Linked DNA regions of Xenopus laevis: region 1 is linked to region 2. A link is a contact called in public Hi-C data. All regions are on one chromosome and are shown on one strand. The core of a region is the stretch at or near the end of the contact, and the rest is flanking DNA. Distances in the headings are between cores, read along the strand shown. Region 1 has its middle 47 kb from the start of tp63.L. Region 2 has its middle 29 kb from the start of tp63.L.

Region 1 (2,840 bases), core at 240-2,739, 76 kb after region 2:
TTTCCGGATAACAGATCTTTCTGTAATTTGGATCTTCATACCTTGTCTACTAGAGAATCATGTAAACATTAAATAAATCCAATAGGATGGTTTTGCTTCCAATAAGGATTAATTATATCTTCGTTTGGATCAAGTGCAAGGTGCTATTTTATTATTACAGTGAAAAAGGAAATTATTTTAAGAAATGTGGATTATTTGGATAAAATGGAGTCTATGGGAGACAAGCATCCCATAATTTGGAGCTTTCTGGATAACGGGTTTCCAGATAATGTATCCCAGACCTGTACTGCCAATACTACAATACATTATACTAGCTGACTTAGTATACACACGCCACCAGATTTTACATCCAAAATGCATTGTGCCTAAACTGTGTAAATCAGTTTGTCAAGTATTTATTTTAATACTGATGCTCAGGAAACCCTGTGTGGGAAATACTGTGAAGTAATAAAAAGATAAATGGCAAATGTATTCCCACTTTTCCCACACTCATTGCTAAACAATCACCTTAGCATTTATAGGGGTGCGGTGTGTATTTCAAAGCATTGCTCTCGATACCCCTGCACCTGTGTCCAAAAGGTGCTTTTAATGTCGTAATTATATACCCTTCCCCCTATGATCTGCTGTTACATTTTGTTTATACTCATCATCAACTTAAATATTTTGTTTTAAGAACTCAAGATATATATTTAACCCTTGTGTAAGTGTGGCCATACATGGGCAGATTTTAGATACCAATTCAGGTCCTTTAGATTGTTTCAGCAGCTTATCTGCCCATGTGTGGGGCCCTCCCATGCGTCACCCAACTGATATCTCTTGTCAGATATTGATTGTAATCCAATTGTTTTTCCCTAGACCCAACGATCAAATTAACCCCTGATATTGACATTTGTTTGGTGACCAAATTTTTTTTTGGGCAAATTAATGATGCAATTAAGCGAAAAAATCTACCAATGGCGTAATGTGGAATTTTGCTGCAAGTCTATGCATGGTGAAAAATTTTGCTCATCGCTAATCAGCCTGGACAAATATTCTGGTTGATAATATGTAGACATGCTGTATATTTAGAACTAAACCTAGTCATCATGGTTTAAAAGGGTCAGATTTCATTGTCCCCCCAAGCCAAAGAAAGTGGATTGTCACCCAGATGATAAAACTATAGTATATGTATGTGATGAATAAAGATATGGATGGCCATACATGCATACATGTGATCACACTTGGTTTATAACAGTAGTATAGCTGTTAGACCCTGCATTTCATTTGGTTGTTCAAGACATTTGTGCTTTCAGGAAGTGGCGTAACTATAGAGGAAGCCGACCTCGGGGTTGAGGAGGCCAGGGGAAAAGGGGGGCTCTCTTGCCTGGAAACTTGTGGGGCCCCTGCAACAAGAAGATGTTCACACACAAGAGCGTACGCACGTCAATGAGTCCAGATGAGGGTCCACACCAGTGTGCTCATGCCACTGCATGGGTTGGGTAAGTTGCTGCATGTGCCGGGCCCCTCTGAAGTTTATTCACGGGGGGCCAGGTTGGTATGCCGCTGCTTTCAGGTATAGTTGCCACCTCCACCCCTACATGCCTTCTGCATGGCAAACCAACAGGTAATAAAGCATCAGTCAGGGTTCCAAATAGCCATTAATATACATCTTAATGAACTAGTCTTTAGCCATCCAGGACAGGGATTTCTTGTACCTGCTTTGAAATGATTGGGGTGGTAAGTGTACCTGCAGGGAGCTCCACATCTACCAATAACTGTCAATCATTTTCAGGTGACACATGTCCAGATTTGCCAGTCATTGCTACATGTGATCACCATCTGCTGTTAATGTTACAGTATGCGTTTCCAGTTGGATTATGTGCATTTTAGCTATACTTTATCTTTCTGCATTTTTCATCTATTACTGCCATCTAGTGGTACAGTTAGGAGTGAGCTGCATTACAGCAGTACAAAATGTACCTGATTTCTTCTCAAAAGCTTTGTCAAACACAGTAACCTCCACTCCCTGAGTGTGTGGATCTTCACTGCAGTTCAAACGTCTAAACCCAGAGCATTAACAGTTGATTATGCAGACTTTCCAGTCGGGAAAGAGGGTGAGGCTAAGATTTAATAGCTCAGAACCTCACATCAGCCTATTGTGTTACAAGCTTACTATATTTGCAACACCCCGGCCTCAGGCTGAGTTCACTTTAGTTCACTATAAAATAAAGCTACCATTTTCCTATAGCAAAGGATAATATCTAACTCCCATCTTGCCACTCAAAGTCCCAAGCAAAGCTTTATGTAGATTGGATGTCTGTGTGCTGGTCAGGGCCAGAACAAGGGTAGGCAGAGTAGGCACCCACCTAGGACGCAATCAATGGAGGGCACACTTTTAAGGGGAATTTTCTTTTTTTTTAAAACCAGGTTAGATTGGCCTTTAATAGTTTTGCAATCACCTACATATTATAATAGCTGCTGAAGAGTCTCTGGCAAAACAAGTTTTACAGAAATGTCAACCACAGGCTACTTTATCGGAGTAATATCTTCTTAACTACAGGTTGCCTCCTTAAAACTTGCTCTTTTAAAGAGGCTTTCCAACTCGGAATGGCATTACCACTCCCGTCAAGCAATGTTCCCTCTAATTCTTTCTTGGCTTTCTCAGAAATTCTTCTGTGTGCACATTTAAAAGTTGTGTGTGCATTTCTTAAAAACTGTGTGCTCAGGTCAGAATAAATGCAAAGTTTAGTTTTCACTCACAATTTGTGTATGCACGCACAAGCACACAGCTTAGAGGTAACATTGCTGCCAAGTGTCCTACAAATTGTTCAACAGTCGCACTTAAGTAGGTAAGAGTTTCA
Region 2 (2,760 bases), core at 176-2,675:
AACCTCTTTTTAATTTCATTGATATATACTGGACAATTAGGTTATTAATATGTTAATAATTGAATAAAAGTTATGTTTTATCAACCTAACCACATGTGAGTTATTGGATGTGATGGATGGAAGGGTGCAGACATATGGGTCAGTTCTTTCCCACCTCTATTCTTGATTATATGATTTATTCAAATTGACTCTGCACACCATCTCTTTGTAACCTTTTACGGATGGGAGGTGCTCCCTAAATCTCTTCAGAACATGCCAAGTACGACATAAAATTGTTCTGCATTACATACTGTATGGATATAAAGGTGTAGCAGATGCAATCAGCCCTCCTGGCATAGACCACATAGGTAGTGTGGGTACAGCTTATATACAGTGATTTTTGAATGCTTATATTGTGTCCAATTTACTACTGAAATTCTAGCAGGGTGACTACATTGCATGTTCTGTCTATCCTTTTATGAGCAATGGGAGCCATACTAAATCTTCTATCACATTTAGCTTTTCAAAATTAACTTTATTTCTTATTTGCATGGCAACAGAGCAAAGGTAGAGGAGAGGGGGCTGATTGGAGCCAAAAAAGGTGAAAAATCACTGCTGTAATGAAAAGCTAAGAATCCGTCACATTTATAGTTTAACTGATCATTGGTTGCCAAAGGTGAACTCACCCTGTGATGCCCTCTGGCTACAAATAGTTGCAGTGATTGGAAGGCTGCAATTAAAGTAACCTTTATTAATCAATTTACCATAATTCCTAAAATTGTGTCACTCACTAGGCTTGAGCGAATTTGACCCGTTTTGTTTCGACAAAAATTCACCGTCAGTGAAATGTCATTAAAGCCTAGGGGCGTCAACATTTTTTTGACGTGCGCCAATTTTTTTTGACGCGCAACACCATACAAGTCTATGTGCGTCATTTCCACGGCAAAACAAGGCGAAAAAATTCACCCATCCCTATCAGTCAGACAATCACAAGTTAAAACTAATATGCGCTTCCTGGATGCTTTTCCTAGTTCACCATAATATAAAACTTTATTTTGTTATGCAAGCATTGCTCTAGTTGCAAGGAGCAGCAAACTGGGATAAGGAGAATCTTATTTCCAAACAAGCATCTTTAGGTTCAAAACTTAAATATAAGTTATATGAAACATTAATTTAATAAATAGTAATATGTTGTCATAGGTGTATTCGTAGTTGTAGTAATAAATCAGAGCTTTTATTCCCCCAACCTTGAGGCAAAATTACTAAGAAACCCAGTACAGGTGAAGTGGGTTCTTGCATCATCTGAATCAAAAACGCCAAGTTAGGAGGAATGTAGGGAGCAGAATTTGGGATGTGCCTTAGTCCATCTTTCCACCCATGAATACAAAACTGCTTCAATCTGAAAGCACAAGTCCTTGCACTCTATTCTGGAACTCAAGGACCTGCATATGTGGGAGCTGACAGTGGGACAGGCTTAAACTGTGCTTAAAAACTATGCTTAATTTCATATGCCTCTCTCTCTGGGTGCATTCACTGTTGTTATGCATTAAAGTACCTATCAAACAGTATAATTGTTCCACAAACAAGAGGAGTGTGTTCTGTTAGCATTATTAGTGTCACATAGTTGCATATTAATCTTCCTATAGTATCATGTCCGCCACACGAACATCAACATCCCAGACAGATTATATTATTATATTATTATTATTTATATAGCACTCACAAATAAACCAGCTCTCTACAGATGCATAAGCTCCAAACCATGTGTACTCACTAGTTTCAGTTGCATTAGGATCTAATTATCCTGTATGTTTTTGCCTTACCATATATTTGCAAAAGTTGTCTGCAAAAAATCCAAATGCTGCAAGTCATGCAAAAGCAGCCCCAGAAAGCACTACCCTTGACAATAATAAATATACAGTATATCATGTGTATATTTACTACCTGTGGTTAACCAGATTCTGTATATGAACTGTAATGATTTCCATAAGGCAAATGTGCTTAAAATTCCTCGCCTTAAACATTTCCCAATTAAGGTTGTTATTAATCATGTGCTGATGTGAAAATGGCAGGTGCAAATATCTGTGAGATTGCCTATTGCCAAAAAGGTATACCCACAGAGAAAAGAAGCTGCTTTATGGTACGTTCTTGTTTTTGTTTTTAGTAAAAGCCCCCTGAGGCATCTTCCTTTGAAGCCAGTCCCTGCCAAACCAGTTTTTTGGAATGTTTGTCTTAAAACAGATTTCTTTGCTTTTACAATAAATGCTGCAGGTCATTGTTAAATTGAGCATTGTGATAACACAAGCAGTTCATGCGACTGAAGAACTACAGAAGCAACAGGAATACATTCAGCAAATCCCCCTTAAATAGCTTCAGATTTGAAACCAAATGATGCATGTAAAGGCACAGCAATTTGAAAAATAAATCTATCATTTCATTTTCTATATAACAAACCATGTTCTTTGAAACAATATTTGGACATAAGTGGTACACCGGGACTTACAGGAAACAACTGTTTTGAAAAGAGAATAGAAAAGGATAAGTTAAGTCATAAATCTTTCATTATCTGCCTTGTTGACCTAAACCTGATGTCACATGGGTTAAATGTAATAATGGGCAAATGTAACTGAAGTCATGAACAGAAAAAAAAAATGCAAAATTCTAATCAAATTTGTGCATTCAACACATTTAAAAGAAATGCTTAAATGTGCCATTCTTGGGGGCAGAAATATTTTTTTTGTAAGGAGTTTTATCATGTACACTGATAAATTATAATGTTTT

The links. A called contact is a pair of places that touch in the nucleus more often than the background predicts.
Region 1: a contact with region 2 is called in a Hi-C map of the XL177 cell line, with 3 times the contacts expected there. The contact joins two enhancer-like sites. A contact is called at or near these places in 2 of 4 Hi-C or Micro-C datasets (the XL177 cell line and the XTC cell line).

The regions. Positions count from the first base shown.
Region 1 is chr5L:110,863,527-110,866,366 of Xenopus_laevis_v10.1, forward strand. No RefSeq gene overlaps it. Among protein-coding and RNA genes, the nearest start is that of tp63.L, 47 kb to the left of the region's middle. Within about 2 kb of position 1,490, at least 1 of the 7 cell types and tissues checked has an H3K27ac peak or open chromatin away from gene starts, as enhancers often do.
Region 2 is chr5L:110,787,601-110,790,360 of Xenopus_laevis_v10.1, forward strand. No RefSeq gene overlaps it. Among protein-coding and RNA genes, the nearest start is that of tp63.L, 29 kb to the right of the region's middle. Within about 2 kb of position 1,426, at least 1 of the 7 cell types and tissues checked has an H3K27ac peak or open chromatin away from gene starts, as enhancers often do.